Regions from separate parts of the Mus musculus genome. Here all the other regions are linked to region 1. The links are chromatin contacts, called in public HiChIP or PLAC-seq and promoter capture Hi-C maps. All regions are on one chromosome and are shown on one strand. The core of a region is the stretch at or near the end of the contact, and the rest is flanking DNA. Distances in the headings are between cores, read along the strand shown. Region 1 holds the start of Sec61g (SEC61, gamma subunit). Region 2 overlaps Wdr92 (WD repeat domain 92). Region 3 overlaps Ppp3r1 (protein phosphatase 3, regulatory subunit B, alpha isoform (calcineurin B, type I)). Region 4 has its middle 20 kb from the start of Ppp3r1.

Region 1 (6,592 bases), core at 2,095-4,594:
AGTGGTTCGCAATATTTTTTAAACTGTAACATTGATTAAACAATAAAGCTATAGCTTTTGGGTATAGTATAGACAACTAATTGTCTTTAGTACCATGGTAAAATAAAACATAAGAACTGCAAATTCACATTAAGAAGAGCAGTTTTTCAGAAAGATTTCAACTCTGGTGTATTTCAGTCCTATTCTATCTCCTAAGGACACGTTCTCTGACCACCTCACCTAGTTCAACTAGTATGCGATACCCAGATCTCCTCATTCTCTTCCTTCATACCTCCACCAAGGCAGAATTAAAATGATTACTGTAATGATTGGATGGCCTTCCCTGACAGACCCCAGCTGCGTGAGAATAAGGGTCAGTATCAATTATTGTATTTACATAATCAATGTGTGCTGGCTAGTTTTATATCAACTTGAAATAAGCTAGTCATTTGAGAGAAAAAACCCAACTGAAAAATGCTTAACATCCAGCTGTAGTCAGACAAGCCTGTAGGGCATTTTCTCAATTCATGATTGTGGAGAGAGGACCCAGCCCATTGTGGTACGCCCTGGGTTCTATAAGAAAGTAGGCTGAACAAACCGTGAGGAGCAAGCAAATAAACAGCATTCCTCCATGGCCTCTGCATCAGCTCCTGCTTCTAGGTTCCTGTCCAGATTCAGTTTCTCCCTTGGCTTCCTTCAGTGGACCGGGATTCAAGATACATAAGCCAAATAAACCCATTCACCTCCAAATAGCCTTTGGTCATGGTTGTTCATCGCAGAGAACTAACCCTAAGAGAGTATGTGACTCTATTATAAGAGTCTGCCTTAAATTCTAACCCAACCAATTCACAAATTAAAGTAGACAAATCTAGCACACCTATGAAACTTTGACATAAGAAAGTATCGTTACTTTGTAGGGTATAATAACTACTGCATTAACTTCATGTTGAGGTTTTATTGACTCGCGAGCAGAGCAGGGAAGCTGACCAAGTTTTCACACACTAGAAATATGGAAGGCACTACACTACAACTAACTTAAATATGGTATGTATGATAAGGCCTGAATAATCTCATATCATAAAGAAAAGCTTTAAGCAGCTTGCTAAGAAGGACATAAAGACAGGGCCACGATAGTGGCAGCAGTGCAATGTTCCTTTTAACAGTGTGCTAAGCAAGCGCTCCATCATTGAGCTGACTTCCAGGCCTGCAGAGATTTAGTGTTTTATCTCACTCTCAAGACCAAGATAGTATTACCTTTTCTGTCGGGTTTGGTGCATCTTTTAACCAGCCGAATTGAGTCCTTTACAAACTGCCGGCTGGGCTCCACAAACTGCATTACCTGATCCATGTTTGTCTGTTTAAAAAATAAAAGCAAAAACAACACACTCAGTAGTATTCTCTCACATATTAGGACTTATTGAGTTATACACAGAGGCAGCACAGTCCTGAATTCAATTCATAAAGAAAAAAGCTCTTCCAAGTTCATAAAGAAAAAAGTTCTTCCAAGCCTAAATTTAGAGTGGTTTTATGATATACAAGAAAGCACGAGACTCAAACAAGCGAGCACTGATCTTACCAATGTTGTTATCCTCCCTGGCAAAGGATCATACACTCATTAAAGGATTCTCTCATTACAAGATTAAGCAATAACAGCCCCCTTTCCTATCAACTACATTCATCTAACTATTCCGGCTAAGAAACCAAAAAATAGTTACGCTTAATACTACTTTTTAAAGTTCAAACTATTGAAAACTTAGGATCTACTACAACAAGTTCCAACTATGGTGTAACAAGAGCCTAAAATGGAGGCAAGAGTACACTCCAATCAAGTTGCTGGAAGTCATGCCCATATAATATATTTAAGTAAAAGTAGATTTCTTGGGGTGGGCAGACAGATGAATATTCCAAACAACAAAAATTGGCAAGATTCAGATTCTGCAAAGCCTTCAGCTAAATGTTTAGGTTTGAATATTTTGAGGTTCTTTTGAAACTCTATTAAGAATACAACGACTCTGAGAGCCACTGGTAACGGAGCCACAGTATTTGTACTCCATTTCCAGGTCTTAGAAGTCAGATGATAATTACACTCTCTAGCTAGAAAATAGAAGCCCTGCTGGGTCCCAGTTTTAAGCCGTGAACAGTGGACAAATAGCTGAACCACTTAAGGTACACACTAAGAAATCAATTCACAGCCTGATACAGAAAGCAAAGGGACGCCTGTTTTCTCGGTGTTTCATTTAGCTGTTCTTCAAATCCAACAGCCCTAAAACCACTAGACCAACCACTGCACTCGCTGTTAGAGGAGAGCACGAGTCCACTAAGACTTCTCGATGCTGACTACTGATCAAACACTTTTACTTTAAATTTCGACACCTGAACACAACTTCACAAGAGGTTCAAAGCATCAGGCTCTGGAAGCCACAAGAGACAATGAGTTCACCAACAGTGTGAGGATGTTCAGGCAGGGGATGTTCAGGGAGAAGGCTGAACCCTAGATCCAGACGCTAAGCTCTGAGTTCGTGAACTTTTGGAAACCCTCCTCCTTAGAGGTCTTGACTGGCTAATTCCATCTGAGGCTACGTAGGTAGAACCTGTGCCTGGATTTTGCCCTTTTCATAAATGAATGGCTCTCTGTCCACCTGTCCATCAGCGACCCGGCTCAGCCAACTTGTCCACAGTTCTGCAGCTTCCAGGTCCAGCTCCTGGCCTCCAGGCTTATCAAGGACGTCCTCGTGACCCCAGCCCGTGGCCCCTTCGCCGCCCCTTTCCCCGGGGGTTCCTTTGATCTCCACGACCCCCAGGCCCGCTCATCTCGCGCCCACTTAGATCCCGGCCCCAATCATCCCACCGGACGCTCGTACCTCCAGTTTCTTCACCTCCCCTGGTCCCTCCGTGTCCCTGGCCTCCCATCCCGCGGCCCCTTTGTGCCATGAACCCTAGACCAGCTTTCCCCTACCTACCACTCATGAGAAAATCCTTACTTACTGGATGGCGGATTGAGAGCGTAGAGACACGTAGCTCAGGAGAGAACCGAGCCCAACGGAACCGGAAGCTGGCAACCCACAGCCCGCCCATTCCTCCTTTCAATTGGCTCTTCACGCAGAGACGTCACTACGCCGGCGCAGTGCTACGTGTGTTTCTCCCGGCTTCCCGAGCAGAGGCCGACCTGAGCGATTCGGGTCTCTCCAGCTGAACGGGCGGGCGGTGTGGGATCTTGGTTCCCGATTGTTCGCCTCCCGGTCTCGGGCGCAGCCTCTCCAGCAGCCTCTCCAGCAGCCTCAACGTAAATCCACGAAGTGTCGCTAGTTAGTTAGTGAGTGAGTGTCTGCGCTACAGCTATGAGTCTCCCCGCTGCGCATGCAAATAATGTCACTGATCAAAAATGAAACAAACATCTCAGTATGAACGACCTAATTCAAACTATTCTCCATTCCCGGAAAATGACTTTCTGCTTATTATTCATGGGAATATAGAGGGAATTAAGACCGCCTACCTAGAACTTTCTTGTCCCCAATGAGGAATTAGATGTACTGCTGGTACTAACAGTCTCTGAGTGCAATACATTTGACATTTCTGAGTTAAGATTTGTTGCTTGGATAATCTTGATTGGCTCTATCAGTAGGCTTTGAAGAGTTTTTACTTCATTTCACGTGCAACCTCGGGCAAGTACTGTGAAACAGATTACAATACTTTGCTTTCATATGGAGCACAAACCATAATTCTACCATTAGTATCTAAAAGACCTATAAAAATTTTCTTCCAATCACTAAAAAAGATACAGCAGGTTTGCAAGTGTCATGAAGCACTACCTTGAAACATTAGTTCTTTGCTATTTGAAGGAGTTGTTTTTGTATATTCAAAATGAGCAATTAGAGTTTCTTTTTTTAACTCAGCTTGCAGCCATATATTGGGAAGTGACAACTGTCAATCTGGCATAACTTGGCCTTTGGATATAAAAGGGGTTAATGCAGCTACTGTATTATAACATTCTTATGTTTTTCGTGGTTGTTTCAGTATAAGTACGCATCTATAAATCTATCACTTGAGAATAGGAGGTGTGTAGATGTTCCAGGTCACCCTTAGCTACATAGAAATTTGAAGGACAGCTTGGGTTATATGAAAAACGTCTCAAAACAAAACAAATATATATATACACATTCAAGCCCAGGATTAAACACTGCAAAAAGATAAAACAGGAGAGTGATTCATATATTAATGATGTTTAAAGAAACACAGAATCCATAAGAATTCAGGAGAAGTGGAACTGAGTAAAACAAAAAAATATGATTTTTAAAACCACTAAAACAGGGCAGCTAAATATAGGTGACAAACTTCTAGCATACTGTGAAGGATTATCCAAATTAGGTTACTTACTGGCTGGGTTTTTGTGTCAACTTGACACAGCTGGAGTAATCACAGAGAAAGGAGCTTCAGTTGAGGAAATGCCTCCATGAGATCCAGCTGTGGGGTATTTTCTCAATTAGTGATCAAGGGGGAAAGGCCCCTTGTGGGAGGTGTCATCTCTGGGCTGGTAGTCTTGTGTTCTATGAGAAAGCAAGCTGAGCAAGCCAGGGGAAGCAAATCAATAAGAATGATTGGCCTCTCCATGGCCTCTGCATCAGCTCCTGCTCCCTGACCTGCTTGAGTTCCAGTCCTGACTTCTTCAGTGATGAACAACAGTATGGAAGTGCAAGCTGATTAAACCCTTTCCTCCCCAACTTGCTTCGTGGTCATGATGTTTGTGCAGCAATAGAAACCCTGACTAAAGCTGGGCATGGTGGCGCACGTCTTTAATCCCAGCACTCGGGAGGCAGAGGCAGGCGGATTTCTGAGTTCGAGGCCAGCCTGGTCTACAAAGTGAGCTCCAGGACAGCCAGAGCTATAAAGAGAAACCCTGTCTCAAAAAACCAAAAAAAAAAAAAAAAAAAGAAACCCTGACTAAGACAGTTACCCTCCCACCTAGTAACCCAGGTTACCCTGAGAGTTCATCCTGTCCTTTTCCAGAGTCTATGTGTGCATTTTTCCTAGGATCCTGTGTATGCATTGCTTTGCATCTGTGTGACAGTTCCCTGTGTAAACTTTGGTTGGTTCTCACCAGGTTTTCAGCCCAGTGAATGCCATGTGACTCTGTCTCCTTTTCTTTTAGACAGTTCTGGTAGTATTCTTCTATTCTTCTGCTCAGGTTTCAATGATTCACACGGTTGTTCTGAGTTCCACAGGTGGCCGCAGGCTGAGGAGCCACTGATATAAGTCTTATGAAATGATATCTTGTTTCTGACCTGTGGGTTGCCTACTACCTCTTACTCAGTAAACTTACTCAAAGAGGAGGGATTTCCTGTATTTACTTCTCATTTGCCCCCATATTTATGTGATTGTTGTTATTGCTTACTTGCTTGCTTATTTGTGGTGTTAGGGGTTGAACCCAGAGCTGTGTGCATGCTAGACAATTAGTATAACACTGAGCTACAACGTATCCTAAGACACATTTTAGAAATTTCTCCTACCTAATATTATGTACTTTGACAACATCATATTTTTTTCTCTTCCAGTAACGAGTTTACTAGCTTCAGTGAGATCAAGTTTACTAGATTCCATATGAGAGATTGTATTAAACTTGCCACACTCCAGGGTCTTCAGTGTTTTCCCATGTGATAGAATTTTACTCTTTATGAATGTAATTCTATTGTACATTCATATCATATTTTACAACCATTCTTCTGTTGGTAGATACTTTGGGTGACTCCATATCTTTGCTGCCACAAGAAGAGCTGTATAAGCATGAAAGCACAGACGTGGTGTTTTTTGGAATTCTGTTGAGTATATACCCAGCAATAGGGTGAAAAACAAAACAAAACATAGACAGCATCAAGTTTCCACAAGGATGCAAGGTTAAAGGGGATCACTTTGCTTGTAGGAAGATAAATGATAAAGCCACTTTGGGAGACAAACTGGAAATTCCTTACCAAAGGTACCCATAATCCTTGTCTTAGCTAAGTTCTCTATTGCTGTGTTTACATCACGCCCGAAAGCAACTTAAGGAGGGAAGGGATCTATGTCATCTTCCATTTCCAAGTAGTAGTCCATCTCTGAGAGAAGTCAGGGCAGGAACTCAAGCAGGGCAACAATACCAAGACAGGAAATGAAGCAGGAGCCATGGAGGAACACTGCTTATAGGTTTGATCCATATGGCTTGTTCAATGTGTTTTCTTATATACCCTAGGCCCTTTATAGGGGTGGCAACACCCACAATCAGCTGGAACTATCAGTCACTATTTAAGAAAATGTCCCACAGGCTTACCAATAGGCCAATTATATGGGCTGTTTGGGACATAGTCTCAATTGTAGTTTTGTCTTCTCAGATATGTCTAGGTTTAAGTAAAGTTGACAAAAACCAACCAGGACAGTTCTCCATACTACCCTCCAACAATAGAAAATGCCATGTTTACACAGAAACCTATAGCTATTTTATTAGCTTTTCTTTCTTAATTGCCATGACATAGAGAAAAACAATATACTTCAATAGCTGTGTGCTTAAATAGGCTGGACAAATCAAGATTGTACCAAAAGAAACTAGTGAGTGATCCACGTGAAAAGTCATGAAGTTAAGGTCAGA
Region 2 (6,592 bases), core at 1,221-3,720, 730 kb after region 1:
CGGAGTTGTAAGTATAATATAATAAAAATAAAATTGATCTTTAAAAAGGCCGCTTGGATTTTTCTCCCAATGTTCAAAAAAGAAAAAAATAGAAAATATATGAGAATCTGGCTTCGAGTATTTGTTATTGATGATAGAGAAAGGTTTAACTAGAACAATTAATTTATTTCATGAAGTCTAAGATGTCAGTTGTAGAATTACCTTGTACTGAAGAATGAAAAATTACTGGCCTCTTGTAAGAACATGAACTTTTTACCTCGGAGCCCACCCCCTCCCATCTGAAAAACATTTTTGAGATAAAGGCCTCCTGGAACAACCTCAAAATGAACCGGGTACATTGCCAAATGATAGGACATGACTCCTTAGTTACGTAGATTCCTTGATAGGACATGACTCCTTAGTTACGTAGATTCCTTTGGCAGAACTCCCTAGTGATGTAAACTTGTACTTTCCCTGCCCAGTTCTCCCCCTTTGAGTTTTACTATATAAGCCTGTGAAAAATTTTGGCTGACCGTCGATTCTCCTCTACACCACTAGGTGTATGAGTTTCGACCCCAGAGCTCTGGTCTGTGTGCTTTCATGTTGCTGCTTTATTTCGACCCCAGAGCTCTGGTCTGTGTGCTTTCATGTCGCTGCTTTATTAAATCTTACCTTCTACATTTTATGTATGGTCTCAGTGTCTTCTTGGGTACGCGGCTGTCCCGGGACTTGAGTGCCTGAGTAAGGGTCTCACTTCGGGGGTCTTTCAGTACCACAGAGGAAGAACAAGCTGTCATCAATGACGTTGCTGCCGTGCGTTCTTATCAGCTAGTATTTGGTTTGTACTATTTTATTTTGGTACCGGGTATATTTTGTTTATGTTTTGAACCCAGACTGGCCTTGAACTCTTTATCATCTCACTCTGCCTCAAGTGTGCGCCACTATACGCGGTTCCCTCAGATTTCTCTGTAACCCTGGCTGTGCTGGAACTTGCTGTGTAAATGTTTCTGTCTCTCAAGCGCTAGGATTAAAGGTGTGTGCCACCCCCCCTGGCTTTGGCTTCCTACTTCTTAATCTCCAGAATCTGACCCTTGAACTCACCGTAAAATTTTTGCTTATTTCTTTTAAAACTATTTCTTAGTGTTTTCTAAATTTCTTTTAAACTCCGAGTCATTAGTAGTCATGCTTACGGTACTGTGTTCTGTAAATAGCATGTTGGTGATGGGGCTGGAGAGATGACTCTAAGAGTCCTGTTGTTCCTCCAGAAGACCAATTTGGCTTCCCATCATACACCTCAGACAGCTTACAACCTCCTGTAACTCTAGCTGTAGGGAATCCAACAGCTCTGGCCTCTGCAGCCATCCACACACGTGACATATACTCACACACACACACACACACACACACACACACACACACACACACAGAGATTACTGAAAATTAAAAACAAAATAAAAATAAATTGTATTAGCGTGGTGGTTTGAATGACAATGATCCCCATAGGCTTGTATATTTGAGTCAAAAAGGAGCCACTGTTTGAAAAAATTAGGAGGTGTGGCCTTGTTGGAGTAGGTTTGGCCTGTTGGAGGAGGTTGGGCTTTGAGGTTTCCAAAAGCACATTCCAGGCCCAGCCTCTTTTAGTCTGCCTGTTGCTTGTGAATCAGGATGTAACTCTCAACTACTTTTCCAGCACTATGCATGCCTCCATGCTACCTGCTATGATGGTGATGGACTAAGCCTCTGAAACTGAGCAAGCTCCCCTTAAGTGCTTTCCTATGTAAGTTGCTGTGGTCATGCCGCCACTTCACAGCCGCAGAACAGTGACCAAAACAATTAGTGATGCCCTGCTTCCACTGTTTCACTATTATTTCAGGAATTTCTTTTAATAAATTGTCACTTAACATACAGACTTGGGGGTATAGATCTGAGGAGGACAATTGTCATCCCTGACTATGGTGACAAGATTTCAAGAGAAATCTGTGGAAACTGTGTTTCTTTATGGCCAACTTCATAATTCATTGGCATTGCTTTGGCCACACTATTATTTGAGGCGATCATGACCATTCTTAAAAGCTCAAGGATAGCAGCAGGAACATGTGGGGAGAGGCTGTTCCCATGGAAACAGTCCAGAAACAGTGGGACTGGAGCGGAGCCACTGGCCAGGTATAATCTTCAAAGGCCCACAGCTGCTTCAACCAGCTCAGTGCATATTGAAATAGTAGGTAAAAAACTAGGAGTGTGGTGTGGAGGTAGAGGGGATGGGGACATCAGGGGGTACAAACAGATCCTGCTATAGTCAAGCATGGTCTGCTTGAGTTCACCCAGGGGGCAAAACCTGGGATGGTATCAGCTTGTGCTTTTATAGACACTTTGGGGCTTGGGACCCAGTGCTGTCTCTTGAGGTTTCTCATTATCTGTGGCTAGGTACCCACTACTCCTTCATGACCTTTCTATCATCTGGTGCAGACAAAACACAGATGCTCCACACTTCTATGTCTTCCCTTTGACAGATGTGCAGGATGTTGTGTGCACAGTTGATAAAAGCCCAATGCAGTAGAGAACATGACAGGAAACGACCTTTTTGCCTAAACTTTTTTTTCTTGTAAATTCACATTTCCTTTGTATTTTCTTTCAAACCCCAACTAGGGCAGTCAGTCCCAAGGCGGGTGCCAAGTGTGGGAGGAACACCGTGCGTGCTTCTGGTGACTGCATAAACCCACTAAAGAATCTTAAGGCAACCGTAGGCCATTCCCAACCCAGCATGTGCTGGCACCTGCCTGAACTCACTTCTCTTGGTGACTTAAGTGGGTGCAGTTTGCATTTATACAGAAAAAAAGTTTGCTCATGGATGTCTAAAAGGTGTACAACACAGAGTTTTTATTCCCCACCTCAACGCTAGTAACAACCAAAAAGTTTCTGATAACCACTGAGTCTTTGGAGCCAAGATACTCAGAAATGGGCTGCGACCTGCCTCTCACCACTTGTGTCCTGGTGACATTCTGTCTTAGAGATGATGGTGTGAAGCCCAAACTTTAGTTTAACTGATTACCCAGCCTCTTCATGGGTGATTTTCCATTGCAGACCTTTGATTTAAAAAAAATTAAAAGAACATGATTTTTAACCTTTTAAATCCAGCTGGGAAAATCTGCACTGTTTAATTCCCAGAAAACACACAAAACAAACTGAACCCCAAGAAATTCTCTTAAGGAGAATCTCTCCCTAAAACACAAACTCATGAAAAAGCCTCATGACATCTGTGCTTGTTCTGATGTGATGGGATCCGTAGACAAAAAGCTCTATCTTTGCCACATAGAGCCAATCTGATGTCTAGCACCAGGAATGCATTTGTCCTAGGGAAAAGACTTGTGTTTGTCTCTAAAGCAAGTAATTGTTTTACAAAATGAATATCACATTCCTCCATTCCCCTCAAGACTCCTCTACTGGGAAGTTCTGATTTTGTAGTGTCTTTAACTGAGGACTTCTTCACACCATCAGTTGCCTTCCCGAATGATGCTGGGATCTCTGCCCATCTTCCTTGCTCCAGATTTACATGGGAAAGAGCCGTACTCTCTACAGCCATCCCTACACTAGCAAGCTTGATTAAAAGCCCCCAACTTTGCCCTGTGGGTCTGTGGACCATCCAGCTCAGATGAAACCCATTAAACAACTGTGTAGTCAAGACAGTTCTCAGCCAGGCGGTGGTGGCACACGCCTTTAATCCCAGCAGGCGGATTTCTGAGTTCAAGGCCAGCCTGGTCTACAAAGTGAGTTCCAGGACAGCCAGGGCTACACAGAGAAACCCTGTCTCGAAAAACAAACAAACAAACAAACAAACAAAGCAAAGAAAAGAAGACACAGTTCTCCCTCCCACTCACTTCAGCACCATGTCTTCTTCTTTGTTTCTTATTTTATCTTGGCTCAGCTCATTGTCAGTGGATGTCAGCTCTGGAAGATTCCTCAGAGACACTCCCTCCAATTCATTTGTCTGGAGATAGACTGATCCCGGATCTAAATCTCTTGATCTCCCTGAAAGCCTACATTATTCCAACGTGTCCTTCACCCCTGAGAATCGAGGAACCTCTTGATTTAAGTAGGTAGGATCTGAGAACAGCTGCACAAGCAAGACCAGCTCACTGGCATTGAGGGGAGGTGAGTGAGCCAGGTAGCAACTGGAGCAGAGCTCTGGCTCTCTCCACCTGCAGATAAGAAGGTGTCTGATCTGCTGAGCCCTTATCTGGTACGAGATATCATTCACACCGGGTGGGGGCGGGATCCTGTAATAAGGAGGATCCCGTTAGCTCCTAATTTGACCCACACCTGACTGAATCAAGGCTCTGGAACAATGCTCCAACATAATGCTGTGACTCCCGCAGGGAAGGGGACTCTGGATTCCCAAGCTATCACAATGCAGAGCCCTGAGAAGACTGACCAAGAAGAGCCCCGGAAGCCACAGTCTATAGAAGCACCAGGGCCTGAATGAAACTTCCAGGTCTGCTCAGGGACCTGTCTTAGACTGGAGAAATGACAAGCTTCACACTCCTTTTTGTCTGTGTTTAGATTACTGAAGCTGAGGGTGACACAGAGGAGTCAAGTCAGAGGAGAAACTGCTAGCCTGTCTCTAGAGAGAGTTGATTAGAATCCCTCCGGTAGGGCTGGCGAGATGGCTCAGTGGGTAAGAGCACTGACTGTTCTTCCAAAGGTCCTGAGTTCAAATCCCAGCAACCACATGGTGGCTCACAACCATCCGTAATGAGATCTGACGCCCTCTTCTGTCTTCTGAAGACAGCTACAGTGTACTTACATATAATAAATAATTAAATCGTTTTTTTTTTTAAATCTCTCCAGTAAAGATAATTCCTGGTTTAGACAAGTGTCTCCAAAGGTTTATGGGCTAAAGTCTTGGTCCCATGTCGAGGAGGTGCTATGATATTTTGAGATAGTGTAACAGGGACCCCAAAAGAGTAGACTATCCAGAGTGTGAATGTGTCCAGGAAGCCGAGACCTCAGAGCGAGAGCAGCCTGAAGCCTTGGCACCAGGAAAGACAAGAGCCTCCCAGTCCTGATAGCTCACACATAATTTATACTTCGAGTTTCTGCTTTTGTTTAATCTTTTCTATAAGTAATAATGATCCTACTGGAAAGGTTGACACAAACTAAGATTTTGCCTTAACTTAGTTCTGAATAAAGCTGGGCTAGCCTGTGTGTTTTTATTTATTTCACTCTCCCAATAAGAACAAAAAAGAACACAACAAAAGACCCGGGGTAGTATGGTTTCCATAGTGTAATGGTTATCACATTTGCCTCTCAAAAGCCTACTACAGCTAGCCCTAGTTATCCTAACACACCTGAAGCAAAAGAAAATGACCTAAAATCTAATCTTATGAAGATGATAGAAGCATTTAAAGAGGAAATGAATAAATATAAAGAAATACTGAAAAATGCAATCAAACAGTTGAAGGAAATGAACAAAATTGTTCAGGACCTGAAAATGTAAATAGAAGCAATAATGAAACCACAAACTGAGGCAATCATGGATGTGGAAAACTTAGGGAAGAGAATAGGAACTACGGACACAAGCATCAGCAACAGAATAAAAGAGGTAGAAGAGAGAATCTCAACGGAAGAAGATACAATAGAAGAAATTGATACATTGGTCAGAGAAAATGCTAAATCTAAAGTTTCTAACACAAAATATCTAGGAAAATTGGGACACTATGAAAAGATCAAACCTATTTTATTTTTTTAACAATAAAAATAGAAGAAGATTCCCAGCTCAAAGGGCCAGAAAAATATCTCCTACAAAATCATAGAAGAAAATTTCCCTAACCTAAAGAAAAAGATACAAGATATAAAGTACAAAAAGCTTACAGTACACCAAACAGATTGGACCAGAAAAGAAAATAATAATCACAACACTAAATAACCACATCATAATCAAAATACTAAATTATAGAATAAAGAACAAATTAAAAGCTGCAAGGGGAAAATGCCAAGTAACATATAAAGGCAGACCTATCAGAATTACATCTGACTTCTTTTTTTTTTTTTTCCATTTTTTATTAGGTATTTCGCTCATTTACATTTGCAATGCTATACCAAAAGTCCCCCATAGCCACCCACCCCCTCTCCCCTACCCACCCACTCCCCTTTTATGGCCCTGGCGTTCCCCTGTACTGGGGCATATAAAGTTTGCGTGTCCAATGGGCCTCTCTTTCGAGTGATGGCCGACTAAGCCATCTTTTGATGCATATGCAGCTAGAGTCAAGAGCTCTGGGGTACTGGTTAGTTCATAATGTTGTTCCACCTATAGGGTTGCAGATCCCTTTAGCTCCTTGGGTACTTTCTCTAGCTCTTCCATTGGGAGCCCTGTGATCCATCCAATAGCCGACTGTGAGCATCCACTTCTATGTTTGCTAGGCCCAGGCATACTCTGACAAGAGACAGCTATATCAGGGTCCTTTCAGCATAATCTTGCTAGTGTATGCAATGGTGTCAGCATTTGGAAGCTGATTATGGGATGGATCCCCGGATATGCTAGTGTCTACATGGTCCATCCTTTTATCTCAGCTCCAAACTTTGTCTCTGTAACTCCTTCCAAGGGTGTTTTGTTCCC
Region 3 (6,592 bases), core at 2,743-5,242, 680 kb after region 1:
AAATAATTTAAGTATTTGTTCAATAAAATTATTCTGTGGTTACTATGAAATTAGCAGGAATACACTAAGTAGGAGTAATTATTTCTAATGGGATTTTCTTCCTTTAAGGCAGTGGTTTTCAGTTTGCAACAATCCAAGAGAAGGTTTCAAGGGGGAAACAACATTTTAAGACACATTGTTTGCTGTGGGAATGCAGCTTAAAATCTACTGATGGAGTTCAGTAGAACACTGAGTACAGAGGTAGAGCTGCAAACATAGAAGAGTTCTTTTGAACTGAAATAGACAGGAATAAAACATAAGGGTAAAGTGTGTTGCAAAGAGATTTGTGAAAACTAGAACTGAAAGATACCTGTGATAGTTTAGTGAGCTCTTAAACATTCCCAGTGCTGATGTAAAACACCTGGTTTATGCATTCAATCACAGCATTTTGGAGGCAGAGACGGGTAGATCTCTTGAGTTCAAGGCCAGCTCAGGGTATGTACTGAGAACTTGTCTGAAAAAATAAAGAAGACAGTGACCCTTTATTCGTGCTGGAGGGACGGCTGAGCAGTTAAGAGCGAGTACTGTTGTTGAGGAAGACTGGAGTTGATTGATGCCCAGCATCTAAACCAGGCAGGTCACAATTGCCTTTAATTCCAGCTCTGGGGGCTCTAACCCCTCACCTCTGACCTCCTAACCTCTGACCTCCTGGGGCATTTAACACAAATGAACACTTACTTGGAGAAATGGAAAGGAGAGAGAGGGAAGACAAGTTGTTACCAGTTTTTAAGTTTAAACCTTGGTCTTAAAGTTGTTAAATACACCAGAAGAAGGGCAGCAGTAATGGACTCCATAAGACACAGTGTGTCAAGGGAAAGGAGACCATGGCAAACAGGACAGTGGTGATCTCAATATGTTGGAGTTTAAGTGAAAGAGAGCTTCCCTTTAAAGCCTTCAGAGGAACTTGATAGAGTGAGGGAGAGTGGAAAGGAAGGAGTGGGGGGACAAGGGGACAGAGGACAAACCTAAGATGCAGAGGGGGGTGTCTCTGAATAATCTGGACAAGCCTGGAGGAGCCAGGGCCTGCTTAGGACCACATATGGGGTTGCTGCTCCCAGGAGAGAGGGAGGGAGGGGGGGGCCTGCTCTCAGGCTGTGCCATTTGCCCTTCTACAAATGACTACTGTGTTTCACAAAAGTGAAATCAAGATCGCCCATTTATTATGTATTATTCTGCCAAACCAAACCTTTGTGTTCTGTCTTAAATAAGCCTTATTGCTGCATACATAAGTGCCTCTTTTGCGTTTCTTTCTTTAGGCCCTAGTTGAATTGGCAATCAGCTTTCAAGCCTGTACTTCAATTAGGATGGGGTTGAACAACCAGTTTCTTAGAAGGAGTAGAAGTAGGTGAGGAAAAAGAAAACAAGGCTGGGTAGACTGAGGCAAAGCCGTATTGTATTCACACGTACACACACACACACACACACACACACACCAAGTCACTTGTAGGCTAACAGCTACACCAGTAGATAAATGCAATTATGTGAAATCAACAGTGTTAGGAGAGTAAATTATCAGGAAACTAAAAACACAGGACACAAGTCAGAACAAGGTAATAATATCACAACCTAAGTACTGTCTAGTGCAAGCCAGAGATCAGAAGGTGAAGTGTGTGTGCACTTGGGCTAGTATTTGTCTTGATTCAGGGGCTAATGAGTAGAGAGGGAAATCCCTTTGCAGATGGACATTTCTTGTTTCTAACAAAACCCGAGATCCCTGAAGTTCTTTCACAGACCAAGGGTCTAGATCCGATGGAGGACGTTTCCAGCAGGGTTTCTGTTCATTGAATAGCGGTGGTATCAGATCCCATCTCCCCGGAAGCTCCCACAAAGACGATCTAATGCTGTCTGTCTGTGAGATTTTTCTTTTCCTCGGGGTTTCTAGAGAAGAAGGGAGGAGAGATTGAGGAGGGGAAGCCAGAGAACCGACAGCAGAGCTGGAGTCCTCAGAACTCACTCAGTCCAGCTCCAGGAGTGGCTCTAAGAGTCACTTCCTGCTCCTCAGTGTTTCTTTTCTTTTCAAGTTCGAAACTTGGCTAACAACACGAATTGCTTTTAAATTCCTAATGTATTTCTTAGGTTGCTTTTAACGTCCTATTAGACTGGCTGTTTCCATTTTCCGATTGCCTACGGTTGAAACTTGTAGTATATAAAAACGTGAATGAGTAAACCATACAGGGATATTAACTATTCCCCGTTTCCCTAAATGCTTGCTGCTTTCCAGGTAGAATGATACTTTAAAATATAAAATCAGCTACTAATTAGCTTTTCCCCAGCAAATGCTTCCTATCCTCGAGTTCTGGTTCCCATTTTAGTCTTTTCCCCACCTTGTTTCCTGAAAATTGTGGCCTTTTATGTAGCTGATGGGATTTGTTTGGATTGGATTTCTGTGCTGCTATAGTAGTTTCCTTGCTTCCACCCTGGGATATTTTGATCCTCTATGCTGTATTGAAAGTTTTATCTCACAATTTTGGGATATCATGAGATAATCATAAGATAGCCTGTAAGTGTGTCTTCCTGGGGCACACATGAACTTTTTTACAATTTAGGAGGGAAATATATTGCCTTAAGGCTTCTCTCTGAGACCATTCAATGAGTATCATGTTCAAAGAAAAACCAAAAAACCTGTTTAGAACAACACAGGGGAGTGTTAACCATAGAGAAAGCCCGAGCCACAGGGAGAACTCCTCACTTACCTTCCAAAGCAGAGAGACCGCTGGTTGCATGGCAGTGCTAACTAGTGAGTGATTTCCTGAAAGTAGATAATCCTTTGAGTCTGAAGTTGGGTTGCAAAAACACTCATGTAGGTAGGGCTGGTTGGTGGTGATGCATAATTTTAGTCCCAGCACTTGGGAGGCAGAGGCAGGTGGCTATGAGTTTGGAAACAACCTGGTCTACAAAGTAAGTTCTAGAATATCCAGGAATACATAGAGAAACCCTGTTTTTTGTCTTTTGGGGGTTTTGCAGTTATTGATGTTTTTTTGGGGGGGGGTGAATGAGACAGAAACAAGCCCTTTACACCTTCCTCCCTCCCCCCACCTCTATGTATGTATGTAAATCATCGCTCTGACTCCAAAGGGAATATAGTTTATTCTCTATACAAACACAACTGACTGTAGTTCAGTAACCAAGAATTAGGTTATACCAAGTAACACATTGACTATTCTTTTCTTCATAGCTGCAAAGGAAATAAAGTTAGAAAATTAATGTATTTTACCAAATATATTGATGAGGATCTGTGGTAGATGGGTTACAGTAAAATAGGGAAACCATTGCTATAGGTCTTAGGTGCTGTCTGTTGACATCTCTAGCTTTTGGGTTTCTGGAAGCCAGTGGTCTACTGAGTTAATATGCTGCAAGTCTGATGGTCAGTAGGGTGTTAGGTCAGGGACAGAGATAGATGTTAAGTGGTTTTTAAGGAAACTTAAGGTCTAAGATAGTTTAGACTATATCTGGAATATACTAAAAGTATATAATCATGAAGTTTTAATCAGTTGCTTTTAAGAAATCTTTAGCATAAGTGTGGCATTTGTTTAGGTCGCTTCAGTTCACCATAATTTATATTTAATAGATAAGCTATTTAAAAAGAAATCTGCACTCAGGAGGCAGAGCCAAACAGATCTCTGAGCTCAAGGCTATATAGTGAAACCTTGTCTCAGAAGAACAACATCTTTCTGTTTTGAAAGAAAATTTAATGTCTTCATAGCTATTCTTTTAAAAGGTGGCAGAATTACATCCCCACAGTTTGTTTTTTTTTAATTAATATGTTTAATTAATTTAATGTGTTTTTAAAGGCGGAATAGAATCTTTGAAAGGTAGTATCAGATAAGCAAATACATGCTTCAGTACTTATGCAAAGTAGCGACCTGTGGCTGTACTAAGTACTGAAGGGTAGTGAAAGGATCCAGGTTTGAAGTCCTGTTTAATGTGTTACTTTGCAGCGTGCTTCCTCCTCTGAGGCAGTAGGAGGCAGTGCTTAGATGCCTGCTTCCTTGTAGCTGGTGGTCACACTCCCTTGCTCAGTGCCTTAAGAGAACTACATTTCCTGTTTAGCTTTTCAAGTTTGTGTTCTCTGATCTTCAAAAGTTCTTTTTCTCTTTTGTCCTCCTCCCCTAGGCACTGTTCATGGTTTTGCTTTCCAAGCTGGCTTTAAATATTCTAGGTAATTAGGGCAGGTGCCATGCTTTTGAAATGAGTTTTCCGACTTCCCTTAGATAAGTAGTGTATACATCAACACACACTCTGTTAATACTCTGAAGAATGCTAGACAATGCAGTCCGCTGTAGTTCCCAGCTGCCATTGTGAACGGCCTGTTCTGCAGTGTGCTCTGCTGCAGGGGCGTTGGGCATAGTTTACCAGATTACATGATGTGTTCTGCTATCACAAAGCAAGCTTGGAGAGTTAGGTGATTTGACTCAGCTATCGACATATCTATGTTCTGAGCATTTTTTAAAGATACACGAGGCTAATCTGTGGCGACGGCTAGATTTGTTGTGCTGTGTACATTCCCATGGGGTTGATGGGGTTTTGCCCTAGAGCATCGGATTGAAAATTAAAGTTTTGCTGCTTTCTTCCTTTGCTTTTTAGTTGATGCTGATGAAATTAAAAGGCTAGGAAAGAGATTCAAGAAGCTTGATTTGGACAATTCTGGTTCTTTGAGCGTGGAAGAGTTCATGTCTCTGCCTGAGTTACAGCAGAACCCTTTAGTACAGCGGGTAATAGATATATTCGACACAGACGGCAACGGAGAAGTGGACTTCAAAGGTAACGGCCATCTTGTTTGTAAAGTTGGGCTTGCAGTACTTCATCATCAAAATGAAACTAGAATTTTTTTTAAATGTCTCTGTTTTTGGTGATCTTATAAAAAGATTATGCTATAACTTGAGAATCTGTGTTACCTAGATTTTAATTACTCTTTACTTTTGCTTGGTAAATGATCAGGGTATCTATTATCATGTAATCTACCAACAAAAAAAGAACATTGACTGTTTTCTTTTTTTAAAAAATTACTTCTTACTCAAGGACAGCGTAACAATATTAAAAGCTGCACTTTTCTTGTTTCTTTACATTCTTCTTAAAGACTGAGAACTGGTCAGTTTTGGTAGCCCATGCCTGCTTTATTTTAGCCAGACACCAAGGAATTATTTTGTGCAAGTATTGATTAATTTATATATCATTTTACATTTACTCTTAGACTGCTAAATAATGTGTAACTAGTGTTTTCAATGTTCTTGTTTTTGTTTATGAATTACTCTTTGCCAGATAGTAAAGAAATTAATTTTCAAGAACTTTGCAGCAGTCTGTTTACATGATTTGGAAATATGGAACGGAAACAGTATGATTTTTGTTTTAGTAAAATAATGTACAGTCTGTCTTATCATAGTTCAAAGAAATTGGTTAAATAAATATCTTTAAAGAATGTATTTGAGTGCTAATGACTTACAGATTTTTAACACATAATTCAAATTGTTTAATCTTGACAACTCAAATAAAATGAAAAGTTCAAATAAATAAAATGAAATCTTGTGTATGGAGCTTTAAGAATTGACAATATTGGGGGCTAGAGAGATGGCTCAGTGGTTAAGAGCACTCTTCAAGAGGTTCTGAGTTCAATTCCCAGCAAACACATTGTGGCTCACAACCATCTGTAATGGGATCCGATGTCCTCTTCTGGTGTCTGAAGACAGCTACAGAGTGCTCATATACATAAATACATTTTAAAAGTTGACATTATTGATTTTTCAGTACTACTTTTAATATTTTGTATAAGAAATAGCCTTTTGAATGTTGCTTTTCTTTATAAAAGTTACAAGTTGTGATTTGTAAACACTTTCTACTTTTATTTAGAATTCATTGAAGGAGTGTCTCAGTTCAGTGTCAAAGGCGATAAGGAACAGAAGTTGAGGTGTAAGTATTATGCTTCTTAAACTGCTGTTCCACCATGTATTTTAGACTTCCAAAACCACTTCAAGACCTTTTAGTCATAATAGAAGTCATTTATGATGTTTGCAGCTAGTATATTTGAATAATGTCATCTTTAGTGGTATAGTGGGAAAGTGGATGTTTCAGGGACCAGCCATATATATAGCACATGCTGGAGGCTATACTGGTTATTTGGCCTAGGTAGTCTTCATTCTATAGCTCAACCTTGTAATCAGTTGTTAAGGCAAAATATGCATGTAGTGTCTGTATTTTAGAAAGTGCCATCTTCAGAGTTAGATAGCACTGTTTTCATTTGAAGTATTTGTTGTTTGCCTTTTAATTGCAATGACTCCCCCCCCCCCCTTTTTTTTTTCTAGTTGCTTTTCGTATCTATGACATGGATAAAGATGGCTATATTTCCAATGGAGAACTCTTCCAGGTGTTGAAGATGATGGTGGGCAACAATCTGAAAGATACACAATTACAGCAGATTGTAGACAAAACCATAATAAATGCAGATAAGGATGGAGATGGAAGAATATCCTTTGAGGAATTCTGTGCTGTAAGTGAATAGGCTGATTCATCTATTAACTCTTACCACTCATGAAGGACAGTTTACTAGACAGTTTTATAA
Region 4 (6,592 bases), core at 1,722-4,221, 630 kb after region 1:
CTTCTAGCACCATTAGCAGAAAACACCCTGTGAAGGCTCCTGGGGGACTGAATTCAGTGCTTTTGTCTGCCTGGTGAAAAACATAATAATTCTCTAACAATTCCCTTCGGATTACTCCCTCGGGAGTATCACACACAACACAAAACCTACCCAATTGAATAACAGGTTAACAAAGAAAAAGATTGTCCCTTGAAGTTGCTGATCTTTCAGCTTCAATTTGGGTTTAGTTTGTTATCAAATGTTAATTACTACCCCAGACCTGGTGTATTTACTGAGGCAAGCCTATGCTCCCTGCTACATGAGAAGCTGAGGCAGAAAAATTGCAAGTTCATGACTTGCCTGGATGACTTACTGAGATCCTCAAAATAGAAGGTTAAAAAAACAAACAACAACAACAACAACAACAACAACAAAAAACAAAACAGGATAGAATGTGTCCCAATAGTAGAATGATTGCCTACATGCACAAGGCCTTGGGTTCAACCCTGAATTCAATACTCGGTGCTGAAAAGAAAATGAGGGTAGAGAGGGAAAGAAATGAAACAGAAAGAGAAAAGGATTTGGGCTAGTGAGCGTGCTTGCCGTTGTGGCTGATGACTTGAATTTGATCTCTGAGACTGCTTGGTTGGAAAAGAGAAATTAGCCTGCCCTTTGACCTCCATGCACATGTGCTGTGACATGAAACTCCCCTCAATTAAGGAGGTGTGAAAAATAAAGAAAAAACGCAGTATTATTTTAACCTTTATTATCATTTATATTTTAGGAAAAATATATTAAGACCATATTAAATATAAGTGGAAGATAGTAAAAATAACAGAAAACATTTAAAAGTTTTGTTGAGTAACTATGAAATTTAGTGTAGGCCAAGTAATGAATTAATATTTTATTTTCTAGTTTTTTTCCTTTAGGGTACACACTTTTTAGACACTTAAATTATTTTATATGTATGGTTGCTTTGCGTGCATGCATATTTGTGCCTGGTGCCCATGGAGGCCAGAAGAGGATCCCCTGGAACTGGAGTTGCAGAAAGTTGTGAGCCACCATGCAAACGCTGGAAATTGAGTCCTGATCCTCTCTAAGAACATCAAGTGTTCTTTCCAGCCCCCAAAGTTGAAGTTTTTACACTAATTCTATTTAAAAACATCTCTGGGCCAGTGAGAGGGCTCCGGAGTATGAATATTGTCAACTTGACACAAACATAGGCATATCTGGGATGAAGGAGTCTTAGTTGAAAAGATTCCTCCATAAAATTTGCCTAGCTGAACAGTGGTGGCCCATACCTTTAATCCCAGCATTTGGGAGGCAGAAGCAAGTGGATATCTGAGTTTGAGGCCAGTATGGTCTACAAGTCTAGTCCAAGACAGCCAGGGCTATTACACAGAACAACTCTGTCTTGAAAAATCAAAACCCAAAAACAAAAGCCAAAAAACAAAAACAAAAAACAAACAAACAAACAAACAAAGACTTGCCTACTTGCTTATAGGTGTGTCACTTATATGTGAAGGCCCAGCACACTATGCTGTACCTCTGGGCAGATAGTCCTAAATTGCATAAGAAACAGGCTTGAGCAAGTCATGAAAGACAAGGCAATAGGCAGCATTTCTCCATGGCATCTGCTTCAACTGCTTCCAGGTTCCTGCCTTGAGTTCCTAACCCGAATTCCTTCAGTAATGGACGATGAACTGATATGTGTAACATGAAGTAGACCCTTCCCCCCAGGTTGCTTTTGGTAATAACTAGACTAAGACAGACACTTGCTTCAACAGCTGTGGGTTCCTCGGACTGACATAAGAGAACTGACTTTGTCAAGTTGTCCTCTGACCTCTTCACAAGCACCTTTGCGCATGCACAAACACACAAACACACACACACATATACAAATACACACAGAGAGATACACATATACAAACACAGATACATACACACAAACACGCGGACACACACTCATACACACATACACTTTCACAAAATAAAATATTTTATTGACATAGAAATATTTTAACTGTTTTCATTTTATAAGCACAATATGATTCCTGAGACTAAAACCTTAAATAAATCACCAACAAAAGAGGAATTTGTGGGATAAATCGTGGAGGAGATTTCTTAGAATTGACCCATTAGTTACAAAACGAGTTCTTTCCTTGCTAAATCAGAGAAATTATAGGATGGCAGATAAAAAGGCTATTCTATATAAGTGCATGTTGTTGGAATAACTCCCATCACAAGAGAGCATTTTAAGACATCTACTGTTAATAATAATGAGGAATTATCATTTACATGCAAATACTATTTTTAATTTTTTAACATTGTACGTGTGCGGACATGTAGATGGAGCCACACATATGAGGTCAACTGCTAACTTGTAGTACTCAGCCTCTTCTTCCAACATATGAGTCCCTGAGACATAACTCAGGTTGTCAGGCTTGGTCACAAGTGCCTAGACCCACTAAGTCATGTTACAGAGCTAGTTTGCAAACAGCTGAAAATAAAAGTTTATATAAACCTATTGCACAGATGAAACCTCTTGACTGATTAGAAAGCATAGGTTCCCCACCCTGAATAAAGTCACTAGATTTCCTTAATTTGCCTAGTTACATAATTGAATCTGTCACTTGTAAACATACAGCTCTATTGCTTCACAGTTCTGGATCTGTGGGTTTATACGCCTGTTTCCCTGTGGAGGCTAAAAGCTTCATGGTGATTTATTCTTTTCCCAACCCTCTGCCTTCTTTCCTTATTTTTGCCATTCCTCCTTTTTTTTTTTTTTTTTTCGTTTTTGGTAAAAGTAGGTTGAAAACAATTAAAAGGGATCAAATGTGAAAAGAAATGCAGGTTTCAGGACTTATTATTGGCTAAGTACTCCATAAAGAGACTATAAACACGTAATGACTTTTAACATCCTCTGTACTCCTACCCATATGCTTTCTATGCAATGTAGCTGATTTCCCACACACAGAACGCTCCAAGGCTTTAAACAGAGCTCTGCATGCACAGGACACACGGGGGTGTAGTTCAGGAGGAGACCGTGGGTGAGTTAACATTCACATGCAGTGTCAATTTCAAGGCCACCTTCTGCTGATGTGCTGCAGTAATTACTTTGGTTGCTGGCAAACTAGAAGGCTTTGTATATTGGTGTTTATGGGAAACATGTAAGATGTACTGTATTTCTTTCAAAGGTGTTAAGCTTTCAAACTGTACAATAGAGGCTTCAATAGCCAGTTGCAACTTGCACTTACTTTCTCTGGTTTGCTGTTTTTAACAAGAGACTGTCATCCCGGGGGCTGTAAACGCTGGACAGGCTCATAAACTAATGTGTCTATAATCAAGTTGTGGCTCAAGATTGTATCTTGTTCTCAAAAGTTGATGTTACTCAGCAACTGTGCCACTTTGAAGGTTTTTGTTTTTGCAAACAACGTTAAGAAAGTTGGAACCTAAGCACGCAGAACCAAGAGCAGAATCCCGTGAGTATTAGGAATAAAACCCCAGTGGGACTTCTTTTGGTGTGCCTAACTCCCTCTATAATCACACTTAAGACACAGCACTCTTAGGCAGAGGCAACTTTGCTTTGAATCATATGGTCATTTTTCTGAGACACCCCCTCTACACACACACACACACACATTTCTAACAGCCATTAATCCTAAGCAGTTACCCCCAATTAAAACACAGGACAGATGGTTTTGCAGTTAAGAACACTGTTTGCTTTTGCAAAAGACCTGGGGTTCAGTTCCCAGAACCCACAAAGTTGGCCCCCAACCACCCGTAACTCTAGTTCCAGAAGACCTGACACCTCTGATGAGCTCCTTTGGCATCAGGCACCCTCACAGCGCAAGGACTTACATGAAGGCAAAACACCATACACATAGAAATAAAATAAATAAACGTAAAATTAAAAAAAAAATTTAATTCCTCCACAGACACTGGTTGATTAGGTTGCGGGTTTGATTTTTTACACTTATTTTTCACAGTGTACTGTAAGTAAATAAGGACAAAAACCTCTAGCTACCTCCAACAATGACATAAAATTTTAGCATGTTCTCTATCGCTGGTGATTACATCTATGTACATGCATGTGTAATACTACATACACACATATCAGATTTTGTTTTTGAACGTTTTCAAGTTCCTCCCATATGTCCCTATTTCTCTTAACACTCTGGACATGGTAAGTTATTTCTACGCCAAAGAATCTCTTAAAACATCCCGGTTTAATCTACTAATGGCTTTTCTTTTTCTAAAACAAAATGCTCTCGGCAGAATTCTAATGGCTACATCATCAGAGTGGAAATAAGGGTCTTTTGAAACTGAAAAAGGCTTCATTGAATGCAGTCTTGGAAGGCTTTATCTTATGTCCAGGAATATAAGTAATTTATGAGTAAGGAATATTTGATAAGGATTTTTATCTTATAAAATCACTTTGCTCTTGTAATGTTTTCAAATAAAATATCTCTTATCAGTTGACAATTTCATACATATAAATAATGTATTTTGATCATGTCCACCCACAAACTCATCCCATTCCGCTCCTCTGAGCACAGCCTTCTTCCTACGTTATCTTTTTGTTTTCTCTTCTTTTCTTTTGCTGCTATTTGTTTTTCAGTTCTGTGGAACCTACAGAGTCCATAAGCATTGCTTGCTGGAATATTGTCTCTGGCAAATAAAGGGTTTCAGTTGCTTAGTAGGCTATAAATGTTGTTAAGAGAATTTGAATGTTAAAAAAATGGCTTTAAATTAATACATACAGCTGGGCATACAAACACATGTCTGTATCACAGCACTTGGGAGGTAGAACTAGGGGGTTCAAGAGTTCAAGGCCACCCTTGGCTACACAGTGAGTTTGAAGACAGCCTGGGCTACACGAGACCCTGTCTCAAAAGACAATCAGGAAATACATTACTTTAAAACATAATCCCTTTGTGGGGCGCATTTTTCTTGTCTATAAAATTACAGTCTCCCACTAGGTAAAGATTAAGCACCAGAACTTCTGCTCCACGAGTGCTCCTCAACGCAGGAGACTCTCCAGACAGGGTCAAGTCCAGCTCTCCCCAGCCTCCTCCTAGCGTCTCTCAGAGCCTCTTCTTAACTGTTCTACTTCAGAACCTCATCTTAATCAGCTAAGTCACATGGACCAGTGTCCTGGAGGCTGAACCTTCCTTTTCAAATATACTTATAGGTAAATAAAACTTAAAGAGACATCTAGGAGACATGTGGGCATTAAAACTTCCCCAGAGCTTGCAAACTGAGTTCGAGAATGCGACTATGATCAACTTGAGTTTACTCCAGAGCCTCAGGAAAGGCTGCCTTCACCTAAACCAATCAATGTTGCAAATTATCTCAAGAGACTCCAGAATAGAAACACAGGGTCATCTCCATAGATGCAGAAAAGGCATTTAGACAGACTCCAGCATCTTGTCACATTAAAAGTTCTGAAGAAGTCCAGAACAGAAGGAAGATGTCTCAACATGGAAATGCTACATATGACAAACATGCAGCCAATATTGTGGTGATGTGATTTTCTATAGATACCTGTTATATTCTTATAGTATATGAGACTGGAACTTTTGCTTGGCCTCTGAACCAAAGTTAATAACACATCTTGAAGCAGCTCAAGACTTGAGACTGTTATCCTCCTCTGTGCATTCAGCCTGTTTGTTTAACCTGCTCTTAAGACAACAATGTAACAGTCAACCTTACTAGCCTGGGATTTCCCGTGCAATCACCCTTTACAACCTAAGATGATGCACTGCTGTCATCTTAAGTTATATGCTCTTCCATGCCCTGATCATTTCCACCCCCAAACTCATCCCATTCCATTCCTCTCAGAAACCCCCAACATACCTCTCTTCCTACCTTATGTCTTTTCTCTTCTCTTCTCTTCTCTTCTCTTCTCTTCTCTTCTCTTCTCTTCTCTTCTTTCCTTTTCTTTTCTTTTCTTTTCTTTTCTTGTTGCTTGATTTTTGGTCTGTGGAACCTACACAGTCCATTAGCATTGCTTGCTGGAATATTGTTCTTGATTGCTTGATCTTTCATAAGTCTTGTGCAGCTAAACACAGTTGCAGTGAGTTTGTGGGTTCAATGGTTGTGTCATGTCCAGAAGTCAGCATTTCCCAGCACTTCTGCCCATCTGCCAGCTTTTACCTTTGTTTCTTCCTTCAATTCCATTATGTTCCCTGAGCTCTGGAGGTAAGGGTGAGGGTGGGGGTAGATGTGATATAGATGTCCCACTTAAGCCTAAGTCTTTCTCAGTCACTTGGTCTCAGCACTTTGGCCAGCTATGAGTCTCTGTGTTAACTTCTAGCTACTACAGAGAGAAGATTCTCTGGCTAAAGTTAAGGACAATAATAATCTATGTTTATAAGCATAAATATTTAGGAGACAGTTGGACAAGTCTATTTAACAAGACAATAGTAGTAGATTTCTATCCCAGGTCTTACGACCTTCCTAGTCCTGGACTTTTGACCAAGTTTATAACACAATGCACAGACTTCCTGCTGTGGTGTGGGTTTACAATCCAACATTCATTCCATTACTGTACTACTGTGAACATCTTGCCTAGAAAGTCAAGTATAGCATTCAGGCTTTTCCACAGGGC

The links. Promoter capture Hi-C pulls out the DNA fragments that hold promoters and counts their contacts. HiChIP or PLAC-seq counts read pairs in DNA pulled down with a chosen protein or histone mark.
Region 2: a contact with region 1 is called in an H3K27ac HiChIP or PLAC-seq map of regulatory T cell precursor, with 6 times the contacts expected there. The contact joins the enhancer-like site here to the promoter of Sec61g in region 1. A contact is called at or near these places in 10 of 39 promoter capture datasets (the HPC-7 cell line, cranial neural crest, embryonic stem cells and 7 more), 12 of 115 datasets of contacts at active chromatin or transcription factors (bone marrow-derived macrophages, cardiomyocytes, embryonic limb bud and 5 more) and 1 of 9 other capture datasets (adipose tissue).
Region 3: a contact with region 1 is called in an H3K27ac HiChIP or PLAC-seq map of extraembryonic endoderm stem cells, with 12 times the contacts expected there. The contact joins the enhancer-like site here to the promoter of Sec61g in region 1. A contact is called at or near these places in 11 of 39 promoter capture datasets (the 3T3-L1 cell line, the C10 cell line, cranial neural crest and 5 more), 5 of 484 Hi-C or Micro-C datasets (the G1E-ER4 cell line, bone marrow, embryonic stem cells and 1 more), 20 of 115 datasets of contacts at active chromatin or transcription factors (the NIH/3T3 cell line, bone marrow-derived macrophages, differentiating embryonic stem cells and 9 more) and 3 of 9 other capture datasets (adipose tissue, liver and pancreatic islet).
Region 4: a promoter capture Hi-C map of hippocampal neurons shows a contact between it and region 1, with 2.2 times the contacts expected there. The contact joins the enhancer-like site here to the promoter of Sec61g in region 1. A contact is called at or near these places in 7 of 39 promoter capture datasets (cranial neural crest, frontonasal cranial neural crest, hippocampal neurons and 3 more), 6 of 115 datasets of contacts at active chromatin or transcription factors (the 230-238 cell line, bone marrow-derived macrophages, embryonic stem cells and 2 more) and 2 of 9 other capture datasets (adipose tissue and liver).

Annotation. Positions count from the first base shown.
Region 1 is chr11:16,505,140-16,511,731 of GRCm38.p6, forward strand. Sec61g (SEC61, gamma subunit) reads right to left here and starts at 3,345. Exons shown (of 4, transcript NM_011343.3): 1 at 2,965-3,345; 2 at 1,234-1,333. The coding sequence starts at 3,054.
Region 2 is chr11:17,234,176-17,240,767 of GRCm38.p6, forward strand. It overlaps Wdr92 (WD repeat domain 92), which reads left to right. Exons shown (of 8, transcript NM_178909.4): 8 at 1-1,025. Among named protein-coding and RNA genes, the nearest start is that of C1d, 20 kb to the right of the region's middle. Within about 2 kb of position 2,471, at least 24 of the 459 cell types and tissues checked have an H3K27ac peak or open chromatin away from gene starts, as enhancers often do. A contact at or near this core is called in the HPC-7 cell line and regulatory T cell precursor, where this site is marked.
Region 3 is chr11:17,188,334-17,194,925 of GRCm38.p6, forward strand. It overlaps Ppp3r1 (protein phosphatase 3, regulatory subunit B, alpha isoform (calcineurin B, type I)), which reads left to right. Exons shown (of 6, transcript NM_024459.2): 3 at 4,624-4,800; 4 at 5,884-5,943; 5 at 6,336-6,520. Among named protein-coding and RNA genes, the nearest start is that of Pno1, 20 kb to the right of the region's middle. Within about 2 kb of position 3,993, at least 29 of the 459 cell types and tissues checked have an H3K27ac peak or open chromatin away from gene starts, as enhancers often do. A contact at or near this core is called in extraembryonic endoderm stem cells and regulatory T cells, where this site is marked.
Region 4 is chr11:17,135,845-17,142,436 of GRCm38.p6, forward strand. No RefSeq gene overlaps it. Among named protein-coding and RNA genes, the nearest start is that of Ppp3r1, 20 kb to the right of the region's middle. Within about 2 kb of position 2,972, at least 12 of the 459 cell types and tissues checked have an H3K27ac peak or open chromatin away from gene starts, as enhancers often do. A contact at or near this core is called in hippocampal neurons, where this site is marked.